Regions from separate parts of the Mus musculus genome. Here region 1 is linked to region 2. A link is a contact called in public Hi-C data. All regions are on one chromosome and are shown on one strand. The core of a region is the stretch at or near the end of the contact, and the rest is flanking DNA. Distances in the headings are between cores, read along the strand shown. Region 1 overlaps Gm30211 (a long non-coding RNA gene). Region 2 has its middle 220 kb from the start of Gm25833.

Region 1 (6,331 bases), core at 461-2,960, 2.0 Mb after region 2:
GCTCTAATGGAGACTTCTTAAAGCCAGATGAAAACTAACCATCAGTGTGTCAGAAAAGTAACTGGGTTTTAAAAGAAGGGGTTGCGTGAGCTGTCCTCAAGCGTCAAAGTCTCTCCTAAAATTACCAACATCAGAGCCCCAGAACCAGGAGTCCTGTCTACAGAGTAAGACCCTGTCTCAAAACCACCACCACAACAACAAAAATAGCCATTGGAATTCACTTAGAATTATCCTTACTGATAAAATTACAACTATAAAAGAGATAATTATTTTAAGTACAGAAAATTATTCAGAAAAAAATCTATTCTAGAAAGCAACTCTGCGTTTAAGTAACTGTTTTGGATCATTTCTCCATTGCCATAATTTACACTTAGATTACACACTGGGGACTAGAAGTGATCTTGTGGGTGCCCATAAAAGACTGCCCATGAACGCAATTTATAATCATTGAAAGTGTAGACATGCAGTCAGAAACACAACCATGATTACTCAGAAAAAAAAAAAGTTCCTTTCTTGAAACTTTTAAACATAAATATGGAACTTTACATGCGTGCACATTATACAGCAACATGTTTTAAGAATAAGCATGCATCCTGTGAGTTTGATTGTACGTAAACTCGGTGAGAATGTATTTTTAAATAAAACAAGAGTTTTGTTCTTAGGAATTGATGCTTGGACGTTAGCATAGGGAACGCAAAACCCAATTCTGCAAAATCCCAAGTATCCCCAGGGCCAGCCTCTGCCAACAGCGTCAGGCAGGGGTAAAGCTTGCTCAGAGACAGTCTTCACACCTCAGGAGTCCAGGCCCCGTTTTAACCAATTACAGGCAGGCCTTTATTTTTGCTTGGATTGAGATATTTTGTTTTGTTTCTTACTGAAGTTTTCATTTGTTTGTTTGTTTTTGCTGCGGGTCAAACTCAGGGCCTTGGAGTTGAGAGGAAGAGAGACTACCTCGGCTTTACAAATGTCAGCCTCTCTCTACCATAGGAAGCATCTTTCCAAGCTTCCTAACTGAATGTTATTTACAATTCTGTTTTGATTACACACACTTTTTGTATTTCGGGGAAAAAAAAAAACAACATTTTCCTGTGCATGGTCTTAAGTCCTTTTCTAAAACAGAAGTTTAACACTACAACAAACAGCAGAAATAGATATTAGGGGGAAACACAGAAATGAAGGCAGACTCTCTCTAACGGAGAATATGGGTGAGGGAGTCCTTGGGGAAGCCAAGCTATGAAGAGTTACCTAAGATTATTCTTCCATTTCCTTAACCTCCCTTGGACTTTCCAACAATCCCTCCCACAGCAACCACACACAGAGAGGGACCAACCTGTGAGGGGTACACAGCCGGGGGCGGGGCGGGGGGGGAGTGGATTCAGGACACTGCTCTTTACCCAGTTTCTGCACGGGCAGTCAGTTAGCAGCACTCACTGTGAGGACCCTAGTGGCAGCCCAGGGTGGATCTCCCTAGGACTGCAGTTGAGCTCAGATTTGAGCCCTAATGTAGCTTTAAAGTGTCCAGTATTTAAGTTTGACTCATATTCTCCCAGGAAAACTTCCATGTTCCCTAAAACAACCTCCCCTGACCTGTGATAACCTGTCAGTAGATGTCCATAGAAAAACCGTCTGCCTGAAGGAGTCGTGTGGGCAGGGGCTTCAGACAGGCAGATTTGCACCCCAACCCAGCCAGCACAGTCAGTTATGGGTGGCTTTGTGCGCTTACGATAACAAAGTTAAGGGCTTGGCAGTGAGCTGAAGTAGCAAACAGTCAAACGAACCCATCTTCCATGCTAGAAAATGTCCTGGCCACTTCATAAACAGCCACACGTGTAGTTTTTGCTGGTTAACTGGACCCAGGGCTGTTGTCCCAGACAGAGTCAGATGATGAAGAGAAATACTAGAAATGCAAGCATACTGAGAGACCTAAGGGATTTACTGGGGGGGACACCACAGTGGATTTTATGGGCACATATTAATTATCCAGCACTAGGAGCCTTAAGCACCTCAGAACACGTTCCTTTAGCCACGCATAACCAGGAGAGTGGGGCTCTCTGATCAATCAGTGAGCAAGTGCCAAACACTCCAACAGGACCCGGAAGAAACCGTGAGGTCCGGTGATGTTCAGCTTAGCTTTCTAAAGGACCATGACAATAACTTTCCCAAAGAGGAAGGACTGTTGAAATGAAAACAGAGATAATAAGCCTTTAAGGACAGTAACTGATAAGGCCATGTCTCCCAAATAGCCCACTCTGCTGTGGTCACAGAAATCCCAGCCTCTGCCTGGCCTTGGAGGTTTTGACGTGCTGGGCTGGAGCGCTCCCTTCTGGCCACTGCCTTGAGTGACACCAAGTTCTGAGGCCAGAGTCTCTCGGGTGACTTATCTAAAATTATCATTTTAAAGGCTTATTATTTAAAAGGCTTATTATTTAGATAATGACTTATCTAAAATGTCACCTTTTTGCCCTAGATTTCCTGGATGTTTTGGATTAGGAATTTGTGTCAACGTGTTCTAAGGTATCTTCTACACCTGAGATTCTCTCTTCTGTCTCTTGTATTCTGTTGGTGATGCTTGCATCTGTAATTCCTGACCTCTTTCTTTAAAAAAAAAAGGGGGGGGAGGGGAATAGGAGGTAGCTATCAATCCATCAAAGACTATTTTTAACATCATTTGATACATATTATTTTTACATAGTTGAGATCATGCTATGCAGTAGCCATTTTCCATCTGCTTCCGGTTTCACTCCCTACCCCTGGCCCCTGTCAAACTGGCTTCCACTATCCCACTAGACTGGCAAGTGTAAAGCGTAGAAGGGTCAAGCCAGGATATTTGCTCACCAGCCCTGCCTGGGGAAGGAATTTTCCAGTAGCCACCACTCTTGCACCCACCAAGTGGGAAATTTCTAGGCCGTGAGAGCTCTTGCAACCCTGACATTGCTCAGCTCCAGGTCCCTTCAGCTTAATGATGGGTTCTCTGCTATTTGTCACCTACAAAGTAGGTCCCACTATGACATTGTTTGGAATACCCAGAGTGGTATATGTTCCTAATCATGACAAGATCAATGTGTATATTCATTTAAAATTATTCCACATGGGTTGTCAAATATAGTACTTTACAGATGGTGTTATCTTGGTTTGTTGTTGTTTTATTTTGTTTGAGACAAGGTCTGACAAAGCGATGGCCAAGGGTGACCTTAAACTCCTGATCTTCCTGCCTCTACTTCCTGAGTGCTGGAATTACAGCCTGTATCAGCATACAAGGGTTTAATGTGGTGCTGGAGATCAAACCTAGAGGCACTCTCCCACTGAGAGACACACAACCCCAGTGAACAAACTCGATCTTAAAAGACTGAATAATAATTCACATCATTTAGGTTTCCATATTTGCTAAAATATTACCTTGGTACAAACATCTTCATATCTAAATTAGTATCCACCCTGCAATGTACTTGTACAGGACTGTTTCCTACAAGTAACTAAAAATGAATGGGACATTTTCTGTTTCTTGGTACATATTGCCAAAAAATATCTAGTAAGAAAAGTCAGAAGAGTTTACAACCCCACCGGCAAGCTGGGAAAGCCGTCTCGCCATCTCCACACCCCTGTTTATATTATTGTTGCTGAGACAGTAAGAAGGGCACCCTGATGCTGCTGCTGCTGCTGTTTAATTTAGGTGTTTTGTCTTCAATGTTAGCGAGGCAGAACGTTTTTTCAGGTGTTTCCTCTTTGGTAAACTCTCCTGCCTCTTACTAGAGTTCTCACTAGCTCTCTTAGAGATTAAGGTTATCATCAAATCCTTAGGTACATAGACACTGGCTGTGGTGGCATTAAACAGAGGGGAATTGTTAAAAGCATAGCACGGGATTCTACGTGCTAGAAAATTAGAATCAAGAGAGCCTGACAATTGGCAAACAGCCAGGTTCCCACTCTAAAGCACCTTTACAATCTGGCACTGCTGGCCGCGCTGCCCTGACTCGGGTAACTGGCATCGCTGCCCCTCCCACCAGCCAAATGCACAGTAACCATCCTTACATCTTTGTCATCCCCTGTATCAACATGGAAAGGCATTAATGGGCGGGTAGAGTCGGTTTTCCAGCTCCTTTACCTGTGAAGAGTACACTATGTAGGTGTGACGTTGTATACTTTGAGAAAGGCCCGTGAGTTCCATAACCACTTTCCTGCTATGGATCTGTTAAATATCCGCCAAAGGCCAAGGTGGAAGAATCCGTGGGAAGTGAAGCCTAGTGGGACATGGCCTTGAAGGAAATATTGGGATGCCCCAGCCCTCTCCTCTCCCCACTTCCTGGCCTCCATGAAGTGAACAGCTTCCTCATTCTTTGGTTCCTGTCAGGCCCAAAAACAACCCAGGGGCAAATGACAAAGAACTGAACCCTCTGGTCAAAACAAACCTTTCTTCTATGTTGATTATCTCAGGTAATTTGTCACAGCGCTAGAAAGCTAACTCTTTTGAGTCCATCTGCTCCATGCTGTGAGGAAGCCCAAGATGGCCCATGGAGAGCAGGAGGCCCAGGCAACCTCCACAGGCCCCAGCCCCTGCTTCATTTGAAGGACTGTTAGCAAATGGAAGTGCTCTAAGCAGTTGGTTTGGCGCGCTCCGGCGCTCCGGGGCATCACGGTAGAGCTGAGATACTCCCTTAGGACTCAAGCCCTGGGTAGGAGCAGCTGGACACACCCCGCTACTGCCAGGAAGCAGGGAGGATGGATATTTCAGCTTCAGTGGAGAGAGGAGATCTGTCCTTCCTTGAGTGAGTCCCCATTGCAAGGAAAACCAACAGAAGCTGGAGTTCCGACACTAAAACAACAAAACAATCCAAAATTCCTGTCGCCAAAGTAACTAGTGACACTGTGAGATGGCCCCCCCACCCCGGAAAAGTGCCACACAAGAGAAGAGTCCCTAACAGCAGAGCGTCTCTCACAACCCAGCATTCTGTGCTTTGAAAGTAGAAAGTTAGAATAAGCTAGGACCCCCTTCCTGAACCACTCACCTACCTGCCAGGAGCAACCATAGATTAAAAAACCATAGATGTAAAGAAATGAAGAAGGAAAATTTCAATATTGTAAATTGCAAATTTACACATAACATACATTACATGTGTACACAAATAAACCAAAGACAGCAAAAATCCAAACACAGAAAACCTGTACAACCAGGACCCTGTATTCACAATATCCAAAAGTATGCTCACAGTCAGCTATTGGATGGATCACAGGGCCCCCAATGGAGGAGCTAGAGAAAGTACCCAAGGAGCTAAAGGGATCTGCAACCCTATAGGTAGAACAACATTATGAACTAACCAGTACCCCGGAGCTCTTGACTCTAGCTGCATATGTATCAAAAGATGGCCTAGTTGGCCATCACTGGAAAGAGAGGCCCATTGGTCAGGCAAACTTTATATGCCCCAGTACAGGGGAACACCAGGGCCAAAAAGGAGGAGTGGGTGGGTAGGGAAGTGGGGGGAGGGTATGGGGGACTTTGGGGATAGCATTGGAAATGTAATTGAGGAAAATACCTAATAAAACAATTAAATAAATAAATAAATAAATAAATAAATAAAAGCTAATGGTTCAACAATTTATCTAAAAAATATATACATGAAAGAATATATATATACATACATATATATGTATATATATATATATATATATATATATCCAACAAAAAAAATGAACATGGGTAACTCTTAAATATGCTACAGAGGTTCCCAGAGGACTGGACATTTTGCTATTTAAAGGAATCACAGATGACGAGGCTTCTGCAAGCAGACATGACACATTTTATTAGATGCGTAGGAAAACCATCTCAGACGGTGCTGTCTTGCTTTTGTAAGCATATCGCACATATTCACAGAAGCTGAATTCTCAGAAGGTAAGACTGGTGCTTGCACAGTCGCATAAGTCTTTCCTCCTTGGACCAATTCCTGCAAAAGCCAGCATTGGGGACTAGCAGCCAGCTACAGAGACCCTGGTGATGGTTTCCTGCTGCCCACACACACATTTCTCTGAAATCAGCAGAGAGGGAAGATATGAATTTCTCCTTACAGCAATAGCTCTGGTGTCACATTTAATTCTAATTTTTAATGCACAATTCTAGTTGAATGTGGAAGAGAGAGAAAAGAGGGAGTGTTCATGCTTTTAACCCACTCACGTAGAATCCCGCATCTTCTACATCCTTCCTGAGGTCCCTAGCATTCTGACTTCTGCCCTTCCATGAGAGTGTTGAAGCAGGGTACTCACCCTAGGCAGAATTTTCCCTAACGAGCTGTTTTGTTTTCTTGGGAATTTCTGGGGTTCAAGGAACTGCTCTGCATGTTGT
Region 2 (6,614 bases), core at 1,358-3,857:
AGAAGTTCAAACTTATAATAAGGACCCATGCTCCACTATGTTCATAGCAGCCTTATTTATAATAGCCAGAAGCTGGAAAGAACCCAGATGTCCCTCAACAGAGGAATGGATTCAGAAAATGTGGTACATTTACACAATGGAGTACTTCTCAGGTATTAAAGACAATGAATTTATGAAATTCTTAGGCAAATGGATGAATCTGGATGATATCATCTTGAGTGAGGTAACCCAATCACAAAAGAACACACATGATATGCACTCACTGATAAGTGGATATTAGCCCAGAAACTTAGAATACCCAAGATACAATTTGCAGAACACATAAAACTCAAGAAGAAGGAAGACCTAAGTGTGGATATGTCGTTCCTTCTTAGAATGGGGAACAAAATACCCATCGAAGGAGTTACAAAGACAAACTTTGGAGCTGATACTGAAGGAAAGACCATCCAGAGACTACCCCACTTAGGGATCCATCCCATAAACTACCACAAAACCCAGACAGTAGGCAGATGCCAACAAGAGCCTGCTGACAGGAGCTGTCTCTTGTGAGGGTCTACCAGTAGCTGGCAAATATAGAGGTGGATTCCCACAGTCATCCATTGGACAAAGAACAAGGTACCCAATTAAGGAGTTTGAGAAAATACCCAGGGAGCTGAAGCATTCTGAAGCCTCACAGGAGGAACATCAATTTGAACTAACCTGTACCCCAGAACTCCTTGGAACTATACCACCAATCAAAGAAAACTCATGGTTGAAATTGTGGCTCTAGCCATATATGTAACAGTGGATGTCCTATTCGGTCATCAATAGGAGGAGAGGCCCTTGGTCCTGTGAAGGCTCTATGCCCCAGTATAGGGGAATGCCTGGACTAGAAATAGGAGTGGGTGTGTTGGGGAGTAGGGGGAGCGGGGAGGGGATAGTAGATTTTTGGAGGGGAAACCAGGAAAGGAAATAACATTTCCAATGTAAATAAAGAAAATATCTAATAAAAATTAATTAATTAAAAAATAGTAACCATGCAATAAATATATTTTTTCATTATTAGTGAATAGTTTAACAGCTAGATTTATTGAGTAACTTGATATACTTTGCCATGTTTCCTAGTCTGACATCTTTAAAGACTAAAATCAATATTAGTAAAACAGAGGTTGTCTCCTCATTTAAAAAGACAAATGTAGTCCTTTTGAGATGTTGCAGTGATGTCCATACATCCATGCTCCATGCATTAGAGAGTTATAGAAGCAGTTTTTAGTAATATAATCCTGTGTTACCTATCATACAAGGAGGCAAAATAATTTCCATTCTGATCAATTTTCCAATAATTTGGATTAGAACTGCTATGGCATAGTTATTCCAACTGTGTTAGAAATTATTGAATGACTTACGTTGGTAGATCAGTATAAACATATATTTTTTTTTCCAAATTGGGATGAGACAAATAATCTAGGCATAAAATCAACAAATGTGTGTTTTGAATATGTATTAAATTGAGCTTAAAAGAAACAGATGTGAGATGTGTTGGAACTGATGTTATTACTTTTGGTTCTTAGCCACCAAATAAAAATTCTGGAAACCAAACAGGTCCTCTGAATAGATAGGTACTCCATTCAGAGTCATCTATCTGTTGAGTCCCAATAAATCCATTTGATGAGTAAATGTGTTTATTCTGGTTAGTTACATAGTAGTTGAAATGTTACACCCCTGAAATTTGCAGAAATTCCTCTCATTCTTCCTACCAAGGTTCTATTCTATATAATTGCCAGTCCACAGCAGAGTCATGCAAACTTTGTCTTAGATTGCCATCTAGTAATGAAACAAGAGAAGTGGCAAAAGGCTCAGACAACCCAGACCACACCAGATCGATGGGAAGTTATATATTTGTGTTGACCCAATCTTTTCTCTTTTCAGGGATTTCCGGTTTTGTAACATGCTACCACACTGTGTGAAAGATAGCTTCGGTTTTCTGTACTCTCCCATGTACATGAGATAAATGGTGCCTTGCTATCTCTGACTAGAAATCAGAAGATAAATTTCAATACAAGACAACTGAAACCAGTAGAGAGATCTTCCAAATCAGAATTTAATAGCCAGTCATAGGACATGTCTTTTAACAAGAATATGTGGAATCTATGGGATTAAATTTTAGATGGGAGTTTTTCAGTGCCCAGTATAGACAGCAAAGTAACTGGAAACTAGATTATAGTCTTATAAATTTTCACATTTGCAATATCATAATTGTGTTATTTAACATATATGATTATATCATACTATAAATGTGTACATGTAATATGTGTGTGTGCAAAAACACATGTATGTATGTTTTCTCAGAATAAAAGAGTTGTCAGCACTTGGATAGTAGGATCTCATTCTTTGGTATATTTAGAGATATCCTCTGTGAGTGGTAACATCTAGAAGTTCTTTTTTTTTATGTTCCATATTCATGCAAGATGAAGAGGAACAAAGACCACAGAGCTGAGATGAAGAAGTTCAGCTGCTCAGAAAATTATGCGTAACATCAGGAAATCTGTCTGCCCTCTAGAGAGCAAACAGTAGTAGCTATCATTAGTGTGGAATCCCTAGAGGACACTATGAAAAGCAGATTCAGTTAGAGGTGAAAGTATAGTGGTTACTCAGAAGACACTTTCTGTCTCACCCCAGCCTTTTTAAAACACTTACATTGTTAGATGTGGTGAAATGCACTCTTTATAGAAAATATGGCAACCATATTCAGAATGGGCCAGAAACTAAACCAGAAAGGCTGGTAAGAAGACTGAACAATAGCCCAAGCCCACTATAGCTAATGAGAATTGACTGGATTAATGAAAGCCTAGATCATCTTAGTGAAAATATCTTAAAGTCATGAGAACAAAATAATAAAAAAAACATGTTTCAGAAGGGCTGAATAATATAAGACATCCACAGAAATCCACGGACTTCATCCTGCTTTTGAAGAAATTAATCAGAAAACAAAGTGTGATTTTTATTATCACAGTCTCATTCGAACACAAAAGCAGCCACTATTTGAGAGCTTTGATTTACATGATACAAGCATGAGAGAAGTCTTACATAATGTAAAGCTCAGATAGCTTCCTGTAGAACATGTTGTTGTCCAAGTCAGAAGCTGCTTTTCCTGTATTATTTTTTCTTTTATTAATATTAATCATTTCATTTGTTTACATCTCAAATGATATCCCCCTTCCCAGTTACCTCCTCCAACAACACTGACTCCAATATCCCACTTCCCAGTTATCCCTCCGCCATGTCCCCCATCACAAATCTTCCCTCCTCACTTTCTTTTGTCTGTATGAGAGTGCTCCCACACACACCCACACTCTCCTGCCCCACTGCTCCAGTATTCCCCTACTCTGAGGCACAAAACTTCCCCAGGACAAAAGGCCTCCCCCTCCTGTTGCTGTCTGGCAAGGCCATCCTCTGCTACATATGGATCTGGAGCTGAAGATTCCTTTAGGTACACTCCTTGGTTGGTGGTATAGTCTTTGGGAGAACTGGGTGGTAAGGCCAGCCTATGTTGTTCTTCCAATGGGGTTTCAATCCCCCTCCATTCCTCCAGTCCTTCTGCCAGCTCCTCAACCAGGTTCCCTGAGTCATCCTGACAGATGACTCCAAGCACCTGCCTGTACATTGGTCAGCTGATGGCTGTACCTCCCAGGAACTTCCACACTTTGCTCCTCTCACAGGTGCCTCTTGACTCAAGCAATAGTGTTGGGTTTCGTGCCTGCAGACTTAATGTATTCCCCAGGTGGGTCCGTTCCCCAATTGGACCTTCCTTCAGTCTCCATTGGTTCCATTTTTTTATCCCTGTTCTTCCTTTGGAAAGGAACATTTCTGGGTTATAAAAAAACAAAAACAAACTTCGATTTATTTACATTCCAGATTTCATTCTCTCCCCACCCTTGTCCACACTCCAACTGTCCTCCTCTTTACTCCCTGTCTCCATGAGGATGTCCTCATCCCCCACCATCCACCACCCACCCTGCCTGACCTCTAAACTACCTAGGGCCTCCAGTCTTTTGAGGGTTAGGTGCACCTTCTCTGTCTGACCCGGTAGTCCTCTGCTATATACGTGTTGGGAGCCTCATATCAGCTGGTGCATGCTGCCTGTTTGGTGGTCCAGTTTTTGAGAGATCTCAGGGGTCCAGATTAATTGAGACTGCTGGCCCTCCTACAGGGTTGCCCTCCTCCTGAGCTCCTTTCAGCCTTTCCCTATTTCAACAAGGGTCAGCAGCTTCTGTCCATTGGTTGGGTGCAAATGTCTACATCTGACTCTTTAAGCTGCCTGTTGGGTCTTCCAGAGTGAGGTCATGCTAGGTCCATTTTTGTGAGCAGTCCATAGCCTCAGTAATAGTGTCAGGCCTTGGGACCTTCCCTTGGGCTGGATCCCACTTTTAGGCTGTCTCTAGAATTTCTTTTCCTCAGGCTCCTTTCCATTCTCATCCCTGCAGATCTTTCATCGAGGAACCGTTTTGAATCATTTTTGAATATGGGATGGCAACCCCCTGTCTCACTTTCAGCTGGGGGTGGGCTCTATAAGTTCCCTCTCCCTACTGTCTGGTATTTCATCAAAGGTCTCCCTGTGAGACCTGAGAGTCTTTCACCTCCCAGGACTTTGCTGTATTCTGGAGGGTTCCCCCAACTTCCTACCTCTTGAGGTTGCCTGTTTCCATTCATTCTGCTGGCCCTCAGGGCTTCTGTCCTTTTCCCTCATCCAATACCATATCAGGTTCACCTCTCCCTCCCCCTGCCCTGTCTACTTTCCCTCACAGGTCTCTCCCTCTCTCCCCACTTGTGATTGCTTTCTTCTACCCCCTCCCCAAAGTGGGCCTGAGGCATCCTCACTTGGACCCTTCAGCTTTTTGGCCCCTTTGAGTTCTGTGGACTGTATCTAGGGTATTCTGTATTTTTTCTGATATCCACTTATTAATGAGTACATAATATGCATGTCCTTCTGAGTATGATATTTTCTAGTTCCATCCATTTGCCTGAAAAAACTCATTATGTTCTTGTTCTTAATATCTGAGTAGTATTCCATTATGCAAATGAAACACATTTTCTGGACCATTCTTCTGCCATGGGATATCTGGGTTGTTGCTAGCTTCTGGCTCTCACAAACAAGACCGCTATGAACATAGTGGAACATGTGCCCCTGTGGCATTTATTTATTCATTTATTTAAAATAAATAAAACTTTGAGATGGGTAGGTGGCTCTAGCCCTCTGCCAGGGGCAGAGCCTATCCACTGTAGGTGGTCCTCACAGGTTCTATCTCCATCTTCTCTGTACATTACAGCTAAATTCGATCCCATTGGATTCTGTGACCCTCACTTTTTTTTTTTTTTTTTTTTTTTTTTTTTTTGGTGCCTAGTACCTGCCAGTGGCTAGTGGCCATCCCCAGTTCCTCACCCCCCTGTTTTAATTTCTAAGTTACTCTGAAGCCAGAAACTGCTTCAAGCCTCTGGTCAAATTAATACCTGCTGCTTAACAGAGTGTTGATGGCGGGTTTTTGGAGGGGAAACTGGGAAGGAGAATATCATTTGAAATGTAAATGAATAACATTTTTGTTTCATTAATAAAAACCCAGAACAAGCAAACAAACAAACAAACAAACACAACAACAACAAAACAGAGGGGTGGTTAAGTAAAGAGACTTTATTTAAACCCTTGTCTTCTAGGCAAAGTTACTGACAGGAAAAAAAAAGACACATTTGGAAAGGAATCTTTCTTTCTTTTTGTTCTCCCCTTTTCACATATTTTCTTTATTTATAATTCAAACGTTATCCCCTTTCCAGCTCTCCCCTCCAGAAAGCCCCAATCCCATCCCTGCTCCACCTGCCTCTATGAAGGTGCTCCCCATCCATTCATTCACTTCAGCTTTCCTGCCCTGGCGTTCCTCTACACTGCAACAACAAACCCCCTCAGTCCCAATGGCTGCTTCTCCCACTGATGTGCAACAAGGCTATCCTTTGCCACATATGTGGCAGGAGCCATGGGTCCCTCCATGTGTATTCTTTGATTGGTGGTCCAGTCCCCTGGAGCTCTGGGTGGTTTGGCCTTTTGACATTGTTGCCTTCTCCAAAAGTTTACCATGAAGGAGTGTTGGATTTTGTCAAAGGATTCTTCATCATTGAATGAGTTAATTATGTGATTTTTTCCTTCAGTTTGATTATATGGTGCATTACTTTGATAAATTTTTGTATATCGATCACGATGAATGATATTTTTGATGGGTTCTTTGTTTCATTTTGCAAGAATTTCATTGAACATTTTTTCTGTCTATGTTCAAAAAGAGATATTGATCTGAAATTATCTTTCTTTGTTGAATCTTTATATTTTAGGTATCAGCATGACTGTGACCTCATAGAATAAATTTGGCCATTCTGTTTCTAGTAAGTGGAATAGTTTGAGGAGTATTGCTATTTGCTCTTTTTTTTTTTTTTTTTGAATGTCTGGTAGAATTCTGCAGTAAAACAATCTGGCACTGAGATTTTTCTTGGTTGGAAAAATTTAATGACTGCTCTTATTTCTTTAAGCACTATATGACTATTTGTATAAATTATTTGGTCTTGATTTGGAAGTGGTCAAGATGAACTTTTTTTTT

What was found. Hi-C and Micro-C count contacts between places; a contact is called where the count stands out from the background.
Region 1: a contact with region 2 is called in a Hi-C map of the CH12 cell line. The contact joins two enhancer-like sites.

Annotation. Positions count from the first base shown.
Region 1 is chr6:70,750,346-70,756,676 of GRCm38.p6, forward strand. Gm30211 (a long non-coding RNA gene) reads left to right here. Exons shown (of 7, transcript XR_001785278.2): 7 at 1-1,345. Among named protein-coding and RNA genes, the nearest start is that of Gm30211, 24 kb to the left of the region's middle. Within about 2 kb of position 1,711, at least 15 of the 459 cell types and tissues checked have an H3K27ac peak or open chromatin away from gene starts, as enhancers often do. A contact at or near this core is called in the CH12 cell line, where this site is marked.
Region 2 is chr6:68,748,109-68,754,722 of GRCm38.p6, forward strand. It overlaps Igk. Among named protein-coding and RNA genes, the nearest start is that of Gm25833, 220 kb to the left of the region's middle. Within about 2 kb of position 2,608, at least 11 of the 459 cell types and tissues checked have an H3K27ac peak or open chromatin away from gene starts, as enhancers often do. A contact at or near this core is called in the CH12 cell line, where this site is marked.